5 separate regions of the Sus scrofa genome follow, and all the other regions are linked to region 4. Evidence: chromatin contacts called from public Hi-C and promoter capture Hi-C data. All regions are on one chromosome and are shown on one strand. Each heading gives the region's core, a stretch centred on a gene start, on an enhancer-like site or on the middle of the called end of the contact. The rest is flanking DNA. Distances are from core to core; before and after follow the strand shown. Region 1 holds the start of QARS (glutamine--tRNA ligase). Region 2 holds the start of SLC38A3 (sodium-coupled neutral amino acid transporter 3). Region 3 holds the start of CCDC71 (coiled-coil domain-containing protein 71). Region 4 holds the start of APEH (acylaminoacyl-peptide hydrolase). Region 5 holds the start of USP4 (ubiquitin specific peptidase 4).

What was found. Promoter capture Hi-C pulls out the DNA fragments that hold promoters and counts their contacts. Hi-C and Micro-C count contacts between places; a contact is called where the count stands out from the background.
Region 1: a contact with region 4 is called in a Hi-C map of liver, with 6 times the contacts expected there. The contact joins the promoter of QARS here to the promoter of APEH in region 4. A contact is called at or near these places in 1 of 5 promoter capture datasets (liver) and 3 of 47 Hi-C or Micro-C datasets (embryonic fibroblasts, heart right ventricle and liver).
Region 2: a contact with region 4 is called in a Hi-C map of liver, with 4 times the contacts expected there. The contact joins the promoter of SLC38A3 here to the promoter of APEH in region 4. A contact is called at or near these places in 1 of 5 promoter capture datasets (fetal skeletal muscle) and 1 of 47 Hi-C or Micro-C datasets (liver).
Region 3: a promoter capture Hi-C map of fetal liver shows a contact between it and region 4, with 2.6 times the contacts expected there. The contact joins the promoter of CCDC71 here to the promoter of APEH in region 4. A contact is called at or near these places in 1 of 5 promoter capture datasets (fetal liver) and 1 of 2 datasets of contacts at active chromatin or transcription factors (skeletal muscle).
Region 5: a contact with region 4 is called in a Hi-C map of embryonic fibroblasts, with 2.5 times the contacts expected there. The contact joins the promoter of USP4 here to the promoter of APEH in region 4. A contact is called at or near these places in 1 of 5 promoter capture datasets (liver), 11 of 47 Hi-C or Micro-C datasets (alveolar macrophages, brain, embryonic fibroblasts and 7 more) and 2 of 2 datasets of contacts at active chromatin or transcription factors (alveolar macrophages and skeletal muscle).

What each region holds. Positions count from the first base shown.
Region 1 is chr13:31,721,778-31,724,550 of Sscrofa11.1, forward strand. QARS (glutamine--tRNA ligase) reads right to left here and starts at 1,423. Exons shown (of 24, transcript XM_021070652.1): 1 at 1,266-1,423; 2 at 973-1,120; 3 at 493-602; 4 at 255-330; 5 at 1-24. The coding sequence starts at 1,382.
Region 2 is chr13:32,681,658-32,684,412 of Sscrofa11.1, forward strand. It overlaps SLC38A3 (sodium-coupled neutral amino acid transporter 3), which reads left to right and starts at 1,474. Exons shown (of 16, transcript XM_005669590.3): 1 at 1,474-1,734. The coding sequence starts at 1,648.
Region 3 is chr13:31,769,958-31,772,715 of Sscrofa11.1, forward strand. It overlaps CCDC71 (coiled-coil domain-containing protein 71), which reads right to left and starts at 1,303. Exons shown (of 2, transcript XM_005669536.3): 1 at 1,210-1,303.
Region 4 is chr13:32,204,517-32,207,216 of Sscrofa11.1, forward strand. It overlaps APEH (acylaminoacyl-peptide hydrolase), which reads left to right and starts at 1,351. Exons shown (of 22, transcript NM_213923.1): 1 at 1,351-1,371; 2 at 1,447-1,579; 3 at 2,065-2,191; 4 at 2,559-2,652. The coding sequence starts at 1,360.
Region 5 is chr13:31,903,094-31,905,898 of Sscrofa11.1, forward strand. USP4 (ubiquitin specific peptidase 4) reads right to left here and starts at 1,284. Exons shown (of 22, transcript NM_001243188.1): 1 at 1,026-1,284. The coding sequence starts at 1,126.

The sequences.
Region 1 (2,773 bases), core at 173-2,672, 480 kb before region 4:
ACTTGAGCGCAGCCCGAGCCTCTCCTAGAAACATGGGCATAAGAAGCTGCTGAAAGGAAAAGGAGGACACTTCCCACCCTGTTTCTCAAGAAAAGGACCTGGCTGACCTCAGAAACTAGAGCCTGGGCCCAGCCAGACCTCTTTTAAGATGCTCCGACTCTCCCTTCCACCTCCCTCTCACTCATGCCCAGAAGAGAAGGCATGACCAGTGATAACAACATAGTCTGTAGTCCCCTGCCCCAGGTCCTGCTCACCCATCAGCAGCCCCATGTTGAAGTGGTAACGCTCTACAAGGAGCTTGGATCGGTGATGATTTATGGCAGCCTCCACCTACAGAAAGCCAAACCATGAGCTTCAGACATGCTCTAGGGACTGATCCCCTCACCCTGGGACTTTCTGGTTGGTAAAGCAGGGCCACTCCTTTCCAGTATTAAGTACTGAAAGCCACTCCTTAGAATTAAGGAGGCAGCTGACACCTAAGAAAAGACTCACAGCCTCCTCAATCTGCTCTGGAGTCACAATGACGCCCACACCACATTCCTGCTCAAAGTCCATGGTGTTGATTGGGTCCAGGGGATGACTTCGCACATACTCAAGGGCAGCTGAAAAAGGAAAGCCAAGGAGTTTGTGGCATCTCAGCTCCAAGAAGTAGGAAGACAGGGCCCTAATCCTATCCATGAAACCCCAATTAGTTTGACTTCCTGGAAAAGTAAGTCTTGCACTTCACTAGAGAAGCCCTAAGGCCACAGGAAAGAAGCATGTGTTGTGAGGGAAACTCCCTCAGACCTACACAGTTCTCCAGTGGGTCTCACCCAGAGGTGGCCCTCTCCGTCAGTGCCAGGGCCTAAGTTTAGAGAAGAATGCAGAACTAGTAATCTAGAGTGACACTGTGGGTCTTGTCAGAATGGTTAGATAGGGATCTTGGCTGAGAGGAGGAGCTGGAGGTGGAAGCAAGACAGGCAAGGGTCTCACCGCTCAGCTGAGTCTCAGTATGGATCTTCCTACTAGCTATGTAGCTCACGAGGAAAGACAGTCGACGAGGATCCCGCAGTCGCGAGGCCAAGCCATAGAGCAGGGTCCCGGTAGCTTTGTCGATGGTGGAGCCCAGAGTCTGCTGTGCCTAGGGTCAGAGGGGTCAGGAGATAAGCCTCACTTCCAGTAAGAAAAGCAAGAGTGAGACAAGATGGGTGGGTCGGGGTCTGGACCCGGCCCGGAGTTGCCTTGGGGCACAGTCGGCAGCCGGGGCCAAGGACGTAGGTTTGCACCTGGGTCGCCGCCTCGCGCAGCTGCGCGCTCAGAGCCGTGTTCTTGAGCGTCTCTCGCGCTTTGTGCTCGCTCAGGCCGAGGCCGGTGAAGAGCGACAAGGAGTCTAGAGCCGCCATTGCTGGGACGCCGGAAGCCAAAAAGAAACTTTGGGGCCAATCTGCCCCGGAGTTAGCTCACTGACCAATAGGAGTGAGATGCCGTCAGCGAAAGCCAATGGTATCCTTCCTTGGAGGGAAGGGGCGGGGATCTCCAGGATCGTCAGTGACATTTAAAGGGCAGAGGGCGGCCTCTCCCGCCGCTTTACTTCCGTCTTCGTGCTTCAGGTCTCTAAAAGGGATAGTGAGCGGCGGTACTTTAGAGGTGATTTGTTCCAAACCTGGAGCGAAGGTGTTCAGCACCAGGGCAGGAGGCAGACATAATCATGGTAATTTTACTCTTCATCTTTTCTCCTTCAGCCCCGGAAAACTTGGGACCATCCCAGTTTTGTTTTTGGAAACAAATGTCAATGTAGGTCGTGTTTCTGACGTCACACTTTGGAGTTGTCACGGAAACAGCTGAACAAAATGAAGCCCGGGAAATCCGGTCAAGACTCCAGAACAGACGTCTGAAATGGCACATGGATGCGCCCCAAAAGTCTTGGCACTTTTCCAGCTCCACCTGCACGCGCGCACGCACACACACACACACACACCCACACACACACACCCCTAACCAGGAAAGGGAAGGTTTGGGGCCAGGAAGGACCTTGCATGACTTCTGTGATGATTTGGCTTAAAATCTCCTGCCATACTTACTTTTTTTTTTTTTTTGGTCTGTTTTAGGATCGCACCCGCGGCATACGGAGGTTCCCAGGCTAGGGGTCAAATCGGAGCTGTATCTGCGTGTACGCCAAAGCCACTGCAACGTGGGATCCGAGCCACATCTGCAATCTACACCACAGCTCACAGCAAGGCCAGATCCTTAACCCGCTGAGCTGGGTCAGGGCTTGAGCCCATGTCCTCATGAATGCTAGTCGGGTTCGTTAACCACTGAGCCACTATGGGAACCCCCATACTTACTCTTCTTACCGAAGCATGCAAATATAGGAAAACCACAAGCAGATTAGACCTTAAAATCCATATGCAAGTACTTGACAGGATATTTTATTCAATAGTGTGGGACAGAGAAGGTAGAATAGTTATGATGATATGCTTGGGGATCTCCCTAGTCTCTCTTTGGCCCTTAAGGGCCTGCTGGGTGGGAATCATCAGGCTAAAACTGAATGTACAACCTGTGTTTTTGTTTTTATTTTTTTTTTTTAGGGCTGCACCCATGCCATATGTAATTTCCCAGGCTAGGGGTGGAATCAGAGCTGTAGATGCTGGCCTACGCCACGGCCACAGCCACAACGATCCCAGCCACCTGGGATCGTAGGTGCATCTGCAACCCACACCACAGCCCATGGTAACGCTGGATCCTTAACCAACTGAGCTGGGCCGGGGGTCAAACCCACATCCTCATGGATAAG
Region 2 (2,755 bases), core at 224-2,723, 480 kb after region 4:
CAGGAGCTGTGGGTGTGGATCCTCAACTCTGGGCTGTGGAGGGGAGAACAACTCTCTCCTATGAGGTCTGGAAAGCCCCCAACATGACTTCAGGCCAAGGGTCCTGCCCCTACACACAGCCCTCCACCTATCAATGCTGATCCCACACTCACTCAAGCCTCCCTGTGGCCAACTGGTTTCTTCCACCCACAGTGCCCTCTCTTCCCCACCCTGGCATGTGCCTTTCCTCCCCTTGGCAGAGCCAATGCCACAGATTGCTTCTCCATCAGGTTTTTCCTGAGCTGCTTTTAGAGCTAACCTGGCAAGAGCTTTCCTGTCTAGAGGAAAAGACAGGCGCACCCAGAGACACTGAGGCTGTGGCCATGCAGTGGGGTGATGAAAGCAGCTGCAGTAAGTACAGGGAGAGCTGGTTCTTCCTGGGGGCTCAGGCAGGATTCTCAGAGGTGACCTTTCATTTGGGCTTTGAGGAACAAGTGAGAGTTCGCCAAGGAGGTGGGACAGGAACGTGTGCGGCCAACCAGGCAGTGGGGGATGAAGAGGCCAACTGGGAAGAGGAGCAGGTTGGGAGGATGTCAGGGAAGCCAGCTGGGTGCGAGACAGGTGCTTGCAGTGTGTCCAGGGAGCTGGTGGATAAAGATGCTAGGCTCTGGGGAGGACTGGGTTGGAGGTGAAGATGGAGCTCCACTGTAAAAGAGGGTCTGGGAGTTCCCATTGTGGCGCAGGAGAAACAAATCCAACTAGTAACCATGAGGTTGCAGGTTCAGTCCCTGGCCTCGATCAGTGGGTTAAGCTGTGGTGCAGGTCGTAGATGTGGCTCAGATCTGGCATTGCTGTGGCTGTGGCGTAGGCCTGCAGCTGTAGCTCTGATTAGACCCCTAGCCTGGGGAACCTCCATATGCTGCAAGCGTGGCCCTAAAAAGCAAAACAAAAGAGAGAGAGAGAGAGAGGGTCTGGGGTTTCTGTGTAGATGGTGTGCCAGGGGAGGTGCTGGCATGGTGAGAGGAGCCTACCTAGCTGGAGGTTGAGAAGATGTGACTAAAGAGGGAGGAACAGAGCAAAGGGCTGCCGGGACCCTGGAAGGAGGGTCTGGGAGATCCTGGGACCCTAAGTTCTGCCTTGTGTGTTTAGCAGTTTCTGGAGATGAGGGAGCAGAGGCAGGGGGCCCGGCTGAAGGCTGAGATAAAACTTCCTCCACCTTCCACTCCACGTGGCTGCCCCCAGTGCTGCAGCTATGTGGATGGATATTCCCTCTGGCCTCTGGCAGAAGGCGCCTGGTACCTCTCAGAGCCCCGTAACGGCTGCCAGATGTCCAGCCACCTCGGGCTGGGTTGGGAGATTCGGCAGGTGGCGGGAAAGGCCTCCGAGCTGTGTTTGCCCTGGCTGGGGCCCAGGCCTAGCATCAACAAACAGGCAGCCCCTCCCCCAGCCTGGCCACAACTGGCCCGCCCAGGGACCCCACATCACGCTGCCTTGGTGCCTCCCACAGCAGCCCAGCCCAGCCAGTCCCTGCTTCTTCCAGTTTGGATTGAGGACCCCAACACCCACATGATGAGTGACCTTGAAGCCAGGCCTGGCTCCTCAGGAACTGCCAGTGGGAACACCCAACCCTTGGCAAATGGCTTCTGTTAGCATCCAGGGTATCTGGAGATGGGAGGTGGGGGCAGATTGAAATGCTGCTCAGCGCCTCTCCTATGTGACTCTGTCCCACCGGCAGTCCTCAAGGCCCTTTGGAAGGTAAGAGTCTTGGGGTCTCTTATAACCAAGGTAAGCTGTGATCTGGGGATTACACCAGCTCCAGATCAAGAGGGAGAGCCAGTCCCTTCCTGTTTCTCAGCCATCAACAGGGAAGGAGCTTGGGTAGTTTAGGTTTTCAAGGATGCCACCATCCTAATGCCTTTCTCTTTAGTCCTCCCAGGCCCCTGGCACTCTTAGCCAAAGCTGAGTCCCCTGCCCTTTGCTCACAGCTTCCCCTTCACCCACTCCCTGAAGCCAGGGGAAAGGACAGAGCCATTTCGTGTAACACAGAGAGAAACTGAGGTGTGCTAGGGCTTGGCTGTGGTGGTGCCATGAGTCAGGAGGAAGAGAATTCTGGAGTCCTGACTCCGAGGGCAGGGGAGGGTTGTGGTTCTTTCCCAACACCGGGGAGGGGGGCATACATGAGACAGAGACTAGCTTGGCTAGGAACAGCAGAGGCCATGGATTAATCGGATCAGAGCCAGTGGCTGAGAAGCAAGTGACACAGCTGTTCTACGAACACCCCCGCCCCAATTCACCCCCAAGGTCAAGGCCTCCCCCAGCATCCCTGAAGGGGGGGCCTTAACACCCACCACCCACCTCTGAGCACCAAGGCCTTAGGGGAGAAGCAGGCAAGGGTGGGATAGGAGCTTCCTGCCAAGAACCTGGCCACCCTAGAAACCCCTTCCCCAAGGCACCAAGTCCCAGGCCTCACTGCCCATGGGCAGACACAGCTGTCTCCTATTCCTTAGAAATAAGGAAAGGGGGCATGGCCAGGGGGATCCAGGCAAGGCTGAGCACCAGCCGAGCCCGGCTCCACCCCTGTCCTCACTGCCCCAACACTTGTCTACCCGCAATCTCTTCTGAATATTTGGGAGTAAAGATAGAATTGATATAGGGAATGTCTGTCCTCACCCTATCCCACCTCTGCTTGGGAAGGGCGAGGCAGGCAGAAAAGAAGTCCCTTGTCCTGAGTGATGTCTGAAAATCCCCCACGGAAGGCACCCTTCACTGAGGCCCT
Region 3 (2,758 bases), core at 53-2,552, 430 kb before region 4:
TATCAGAAGTTCTGCTTTCCAAGTTCCCAGACAGGGTCCAATTCCTGGCACTAGAGCCATGGAGACTAATCTTAAGGAAAGAGCCAGGCTCTCTTTCAATAAAAACTAAAAAGATGATGAGTAGCAGGTACTAATAACACAGCTCTAGAAAGTTAGGCAGCCAGGAGCCAAGCAGCCAGACCAAGAGTCCAAAATCTGACAATGGGAGCCAATGACTCCAAGTAAAATGGTTAAGATAGTAGACACTAGAGATTTGAGGTATCCTAACTAGGGCTTGGGCTGCAGACCTAGTTCAGCTCATTTGGAGCTGTCTGAGAAGACCCAAGTTGTCCAGGCTTCTCTGAAGCTGTGAGCTCTCAATCATGACTAGCCCAACCCAGCACCACACAGTTCCACCAGAGCATTAAAAGATCAACTGAGATGAGGCAAGTCCCTAGGGCCAGGAGGTGCGTCTGTGCAGTGTCTTCCTCCGCCCTAGTGGAGCAGAGGAATTATTCCGAATTCCCTGGAGGAAGTGCCCTGGGGCTCTTTGTTTGGAAACATTCTTTGATCCTCAGGTGTCTAGGCACCTCCCCTCTCTAGAGGCCATTCTCCAAGTACAATCCTCGCATGTGACTTTAGTTCTTTTATTTTATTTTTTTCCAGGGATTGTAGTTTCCAAAGCTGAGAACTGTACAGTAAGGAGGGGCCCACTACCTCCAAGAACACATATTGGGGGTGAACTGGGGGGCTCTTCCGCCCAGGTCGGTCTGGGCCCTTGGGAGCGGTCCTCTGGGAGTTCCAAGACACTGCAGCCTGACCCCTGACCTCCCTTCACACCTGCCCCCGAGACCGGCAGGGGAAGCTGGTGAACGACGTGGGACGGGATAGGCCCCATCCAAGTGGAACCAGGGAGGGGGCAGACCAGGACCCTCAGGCTGGGAGTCCGCGTCCCTGGGGTCCGAGCCGAGGGTAGGAGCGGGGGTCTTGGAGGCAGCGAAATGTACGGGGCGGGCGGTGGGAGCCCGACCGGGTCGCACAGCCCCAGGGTGGGGTCGTTGGGCACGGGGTGGGGGTTGGGGATCTCGGCCGGGCCGGCAGAGGGCGCAGGTCCCGAAGGAGCCAGCCGCCCGGCCCATCCGCCCTGCCGCCTCGCGGACGGCCCCTCCGCGGCGTGGCTAGGCCCACGGCCCCAACCTACCGGCGCCGCCGCAAGGACCCAAGACGCACCTCTGCGCCGCCTCCGCTGCTCCAACATGGCCGCCCGCTGCGCACCGGAAGTACGCCGCGCTTCCGCTTCCGGGACCTGGCCCGCCCCAGTGACCCTTGACCCCTCGAGACCCCGTTTCCCCCAAAGTCTGGGGGCGGAACAAGTAAGAACCGAGGAAGACTTCCTGGAGGAGGTGGCAACGAAAACTACCCTAAACTCTTGGGGGCCTGTGCAGGAGTTTGAGGGGCAGAGGTGCTTTCTGACGCTGCCCGAGGCAGGACTGCACCAGAGCCCAGACTAGCTTGGATTAGGGGCCTAACACCCTCTCTGAGGGGCCTGATGGTTCAGTGACATCTTACCAGGGAGGGTATCCTGGTAAGGTCCAAGCCATCCTTCACCCTCTAGTATCCCCATGAGCTACTGACAAGGTCTGTCTCTGTCCCATTTGCCTGACCAGAGGGTGAAAGGAGTGCACTCTGCCTGGGAGTGTTGCACAGGAGCCCCTTTATTTTGTAGCAGGGGTACAGCTTCTGAGGGCAGTAGGCCTTCTCTTCCTGAGAATGGGGGCCACCACATGTGGTATGAAAGGCTGGTGTGCACACATGTTGCATATAAGCCCAAAGTTATAGGCGTGTCCAATCTGAGAGTCCTAATATAACAGTGTGGGCCCGAGTATGTTTGCTTAGGAACATGCAGACAGTTGTGGTGGGAGGATCCTGGTCCAGCTTCAGCTCCCTCAATGGCAGGAAGCCTTCCCTCAAGTCTTAACTGTGCCCAAATTTCTGTTCTTTGGTCTGAGAGACTGGGGCCTATCTTTCCATCTATAACCTGGGGGCCAGCAGATGGGTTCACCACCCAAACAGCACCAGATGAGAGGATATAGGGGAAAATTAACACTAGGAGTCTGAGGGGGGCCAGAATGGTCTCTAGTGCTCTAACCTAAGTCACCTCTTGGTTAGGGGCCCCCCATACCAGGATGAGAACCAGCCTGGAAGCCCTTGTTTCATGGATGAGATGGTGGGGAAATTAGCACCTTGTTCAGTTCCTGAGCTACGAAGCAAAAATGCTGTCACAACTTTTGGTCCTAACATGTAGAGTGGTACAAATTTGGTAGCTGGGGCCAGGTGGAAGCTGGAGGGTGGATGAATGCTTCATCTGGGGGCTAGTTAATAGCTCTCCTCCCTTCCCATAAAACCCCAGGATTCTCTGGCTGCTTACAGAGGGGTCTGGGCACCTCTAAAGAGAAACACACACCATACCCTAGACCTCACCTTGTGCCCCTGAGCTTCCCAGGGCCTCAGCACTGATGGTGGGGTCTTCAGTGCCTTCACGCACAGTCAAGATGTCCAGAAAGAAATGCAAATTCAGAGTTCCTGCTGTGGTGCTATGGGTTAAGATCCATTGTTGTCTCTGTGGTGGTGCAGTTTCGATCCCCGGCCCAGTGCAGTGAGTTAAGGATCTGGGATTGCTGCAGCTGTGGCATAGGTCACAGTTGTAACTCAGATTTGATCCCTGGCCTACTTCCATATATATTGCAGATGTGGTCAAAGACAAAGAAAAAAAAAAAAG
Region 4 (2,700 bases), core at 101-2,600:
CCAGGTTGGTGGCTGGGGCAACTCTATCTGCTCCCAGTTCTGGCCTTAACAGTCCTGCACACACTGGATGCTCACAAATGCAGGTGGCCCCAGAAAGTGGAAACTGTTTTTACTTAACTAGCCCGACGTGGTTGATGGGGAAGGGGAAGCTGCAGGCCAATCTCAGTCAAAAGCAAAGCAGGGCGCAGGGAGCCAGGCCCCTGAGGTGTGGAAGACCATCCAGGTGCAAGGTATATGGAAGAGGGGACATCGCTGCTGGCCTGACAGCTGGCCAGCCTCTCCTGCCCTCTTGAGCCATCATAAGCCCAGCCCAGTACTGCTGTCCTGAGGGAACCTGCCTGTCCAGGTTTTTCTTTCCACAGGAAGTGCTCTGGTTCTGGGTGGAGCCTGACCCCACCAGGCCCTTTGCACTCAAGAGCTTGGCCTGAGGCCTGGGAAGGCAGACAGAGGCCCACCAGTTCATGATCCCCAGCAAAGTGCCACTGAGCGGGTGGGTGAGGGCTGCAGGAGCAGATAGCTTAAGAGGTAGGCGCGGTGGCTGATAAAACCAGGCAACACCCTGCGAATTTGGCACCCGCCTTTCGTTGCCCAACACCCTAGAACTCTGCGAGCTATGTCAGGAGCGCACCTCTGTCCTTTCTCATTGGCCTGGGAGCCCCTCCAGAGCAGGGCCTGGCACCTCCTGGTGAATGTCTGCCTTCTAATGGACCAGGAGGACCCAACAGTCAGTTCCTGGCTGCGGGAGATCCCTGCTGGAGATAGCTTCGATCTGGCTTCAGCTCAGGCCCCATTCCTCACCTCTCCTTTTCTGGACTTCACCCGGGCTAGGCTCAGCCCCGCCCGGCCGCACCGCCTCTCTGCAGAGCCTTCGGTCCTCCGCCGCCCTCTCAGTCCCCGCCCCCCGAATGCTTAGGGCTCACCCCCGTCAGGCCTCACCCCCCACCTCCCTTGGGCCCTGTCTTTCCTCACAGACCTCGCCCCTCCCCAAAGATATGCGCCTTTATTCCGTTTCCACAGCACCATCCCCTCTCCTCACCAAGTAACTGGCCGGGGCTTGGCCCACACAGCCCGCCTCTCACCAGCCTGGCCTGCCGGGAAAGGACCGCTCCTTTCCCCAAGGTTCCCGCCCCTCCCATCCAGGACTCCTGCAGCCGCGGTTCCCACTTCTGCCCCACAGGCCCCACCTCCTTACCATCTAGGCCCCGCCCCTCGGGTAACGGTTCCGGCCCATTCGTAGAAGGTTCCGCCCCTCTCAAGGCAAGGTCCGGGTGGCAGGGCTGGGCCGCTGCGGGCTCCGCCCCCTGAGCTCACTTCCGGGCGCCAGCACTGACTGCCTAGCCCCGGCGCCCCAGAGCAACCATGGAGCGGCAGGTGAGGGATCGGCCCGCGGTTCCTGTGGTCTTTGCAACCCGGGCTGTGCCTGACCCTGCTGTGTCCCCTGCGCAGGTGCTGCTGAGCGAGCCCGAAGAGGCGGCGGCGCTGTACCGGGGCCTTAGCCGCCAGCCCGCGCTGAGCGCCGCCTGCCTGGGCCCAGAGGTCACCACGCAGTACGGGGGTCGCTACCGGACTGTGCACACTGGTGTGTGTATGGCGGGGAATCGGTGGCGGGCCTATTCCGGGGCCGTGCACTCGGGTGGAGAGGAGGGGGATGTGCAGGGCTCGCTGCCTGACAGTGCTCACGAGTTTGTGGAAGACCGGGCTTGGAGGGTGTGGGTGTGGAAGGGTGCATCCCCCAGCCGTGCACACAGGTGTATAGGGGGTGTTCTGGAATGTTGCCCATGAGTGCAGAGTGTGGGTCTTGTAGGGGTCACCCACCCCCATCATCCCATACTGTACCCCCCCTCAAGGTCCTAGGGCGGATGCCAGGAGCGGTAGTGGTTTCTCTCCAAGATGTCAGCTCAGGCTCCGGTGACCTAAACTTGAGTTGTAGCCAAGTGTTGCCCATCCTGCCCCCAGAATATCTGGAGTCAGATTGGGGAGGTGGGCTGGACCTTCCTCTGGGCGGGGTAGGGGAGCCTGTGCTGGGACTGGCCAAATTGAGCAGTCTCATGCCTCTCCTCGCAGAGTGGACCCAGAGGGACCTGGAACGCATGGAGAACATCCGATTCTGCCGCCAGTACCTGGTGTTCCATGATGGGGACTCAGTGGTGTTTGCAGGGCCTGCAGGCAACAGTGTGGAGACCCGGGGGGAGTAAGTTTGAGGAAGGAAGCTTGTGGGCAAGGCCACAGCCATCTGCAAGCCTTTTATGAATACCCACCGTGTGCCTTGGTGTGGGGAGGGCCCAGAAAGGAAGCCAGGAGCTTGTTTTTTGCCACTAGGAGCTCTAGAGACATGGTCATAAGCACTGGAGACTTGCTTCTGACGGGCCAGGACCGGAGCCCCTGCTCCAGGGAGGGGAGGCAAGGCATCTGCCATGGTAGGACTAGAAGGGCTGCAGGGACGCATGTGGGCCACAGCCTCAAGAATCTTGTCTAAGAGGTTACAGCCAGTAAGGGGATAGGATGGGCTATCACTGGGTGGGAGGTAGTCCTGATGCGTTATCCTGTGTCCTCCTCAGGCTGCTGAGCAGAGAGTCTCCTTCAGGCACCATGAAAGCCGTGCTGCGCAAGGCTGGAGGCACGGGCACTGCGGAGGAGAAGCAGTTTTTGGAGGTAAGTCTGTGTGGGACCGGGTGGTAGGCAGCTGGGGGCTCAGATCCA
Region 5 (2,805 bases), core at 34-2,533, 300 kb before region 4:
TCTTTTCTCTCCAAACCTCTTGAACATCCTCCAAACACTTTTACTGATTTTAGTCTATCTGAAACTTCCTCTGCTTCTGTTGAGTATTCTTCATATGCCACTTCTGATCAGGATATATCATCCACAAGTACTTTTTGCCCGCCCTGCCTTTCACAGATTGGCTAGCACAAGACACACCTGAATTCCTCCTAATCCCACTGTTTCTCTTCCCTGCTCAAGTCCTCTGTCACACTAAGTTTCTTGGAAGACAACCATAGTTTCTTAAAGAGGGATGCTCAGTCACATTCAGTGCAAAGCCAAGCCCCAGCTTTCAGCTCCCACACAATACAATAGTGTAAGTACTATTCCTTCTCCTAGAAAATTTATTAAGAAACTTCTGACTGAGACCTGCTCTTCTAAATCTTGGACTTTTAATCTTTTTAGCTAGGCTCTAGGTTACCCCTCTCTCTCACTCCGAAATGCGGCTGCTACAATTATCTTTGACATTTGCTACCAAAATAATGAGACTCTCAGACATTTGTTCAGCTTCCGACCTTGATGTCTGTTCCGCAGTTTACAAGTTACAAAGTATCTACTTCTGATCTACGCCTCAACCAACTGACTGCGGGGGGCGCCAAATGTCGCTACTCTGGTTTTAACAGTAAGGAACCAGGGTCTGTGAGATGTGGACGCCTTTGCCCAAAGTCACAGAGCGAATCCTCAAATCTAAAGGGTCTGCTCAACCTGAGGGTCCCTGTGAGCATTCCCCTTCTTTCCATTCTGCAGCCCTAGACCCCGCCGGATCCGCCCCCTGAGCTCTGAAAGGGCCGGGACAACCTTCTGCTCCACCCACGCTTTCCCAGAGAGGATCTAGGGCTCCCTCTCTTCTGTGGCGGGGGGTCAAGTCAAACTCCGGGGTCACTAACATCGCCCCTGCCCGGCCGGAAAAGAGGGTCCCGGCCCAAACAGGAAAAGAGGGGATGGGCCTGAGCGCCCAAGCCCCGCCCTCTGGCCCTGCGCGGCGGAAACGCGGGTTCGGCGCTCACCACTGCGCCCCTCGTTGCAGCGTGGTCCTCATTAAGGCCCCGAGCTCGGATTTCTGGGTCTCTGCATCCGGTCGTTCACGGCAGCCTCCGCCTTCCGCCATCTCGTCAGCGGCCCCGGTCCAGCCGGCCCGGACATCCGCCTCGCGCACAGCGTGCCGTGGGTCGCGAACACGCACTCACGCACGCACGCACGCACGTGCGCGCACCCAAGGACCTTCTCGCGCCGCGGCTTGTACGCTTGCCCTCTTCTGCCTTTCCCCCACCCTTCCAACGCGCCAACCCTGTCCCACCCGTGCGCGGCGGAGTGGGCGGGGGTTGGGGGAGCGGCCGGAAGAGGAAGTGGGCGCGGGGCGGGGGTGGGTAGGAGCTGCCGCTTCTTCCGCCCTGAAGGCCAAGCCACGGGGCGGCGGTCCTGCACCACTTCTCCTTTCAGCTCGGCGATCTTTAGGAGTCGGTCCGCAGACCCCATGACACCCTGGGCACCTCTTCTGGATTTGCAGGGTTATCCTGGTCTTAATAAAGGCAGCTCGGGTGCAAGGAGGCCTAGAACTAGGTCTTCTTTTCACTCCAGCCTTTCGGCTTTCAGCAGAGACCTTACGTTAGTCCTTAGCTGCCCAAACTTGGAATGGATCTCCATTCCCAGAGGCACTACAGGGATTTTAGAGGGTGTTAGGTGCACCAGCGCCTTGGGACCGAGTCTCGACGGTGTGGCCTAGTCGTTAGCAAGCTGGACGCCAGTATAACCTAGCCCAGGCAGTTACACAGGCCCCTGAGGTAGCTACTTGCTTTGTCGGGGAGTCAAGCAGCCGCAGAGGGGCAATAGCAATGGGGGAAGGAGAGGTAAAAGTCTGTTCTCCACATCAGATGCCGGGTTGCTGCTCTGTTTGTTGTTGCAACAAGATAGTGTTTGAACACCATATGTTTCCCACTCAACCCTGCAAACAAAAATCACAGCCCTCTTCCTGGAGGAGGAAGTAAACCCAGAGCAAGGTGGAGGCCAGACAGCTAGCCTATGTGAATCTAGCAGAGAAAATAAGATATACAAGGCCCAGTACCTGCCCTTATTTGATCTATAGGAGGAGAATAACTCTTCCACAAATGACCCCAGAGCCAAGCAGTGTGGGGTAAATGCCACTAACAGGTAGAACCAAAGATTAGACCCTGAACTGTGAAAGGGCGCCTTTGACTTGAGTAGCATTTGAGCGTGATCTTGAAAGCATAGAAATGATAGTGCATGTTAAAGGAGGAATAACTAGAAGGGTCAAAGAAAATTTCTGGAACTAGCAGGGTGGACGGAATCAAAGAATGAGGATTAGTCCAATTGAGCTGGGCACAGATTACTGAAAGGGCTTGGGATCTGAAGCTCAAAGGGAGGCCAGAGGGGCCACATGTCTTGCCTTAAACAGCCCACAGATATTGTGGGAAGTTTCAGAGCATAGAGAAATGGTTGAGGGTGCTTTATACCCACAGTGCTACTAGGAACCTTGGGAAAGATGGCTGTGAGGGAGGAGAGGAGAAACAGATGAACTGTGTTCATTTTTAGGGGTAGAAGAGATAGAGGTGGCCTGGTGAAGGTGTGGTAAGTCATTTGAACAGATTTACTATTTTTATGTTCGGCTTTTGGCTAATTGAAGTTACTTTGCACTCCTGGGACATCCACTATGCACCGTTTAGTCGAAGAGATCTCTTCACAGTGGGTAGGTAGCAGGGAAAAGTAAATTTGGAGTTAAAACTGCCTTGAGGGAGTTCCCATTGTGGCACAGCAGAAAGGAATCCCTCT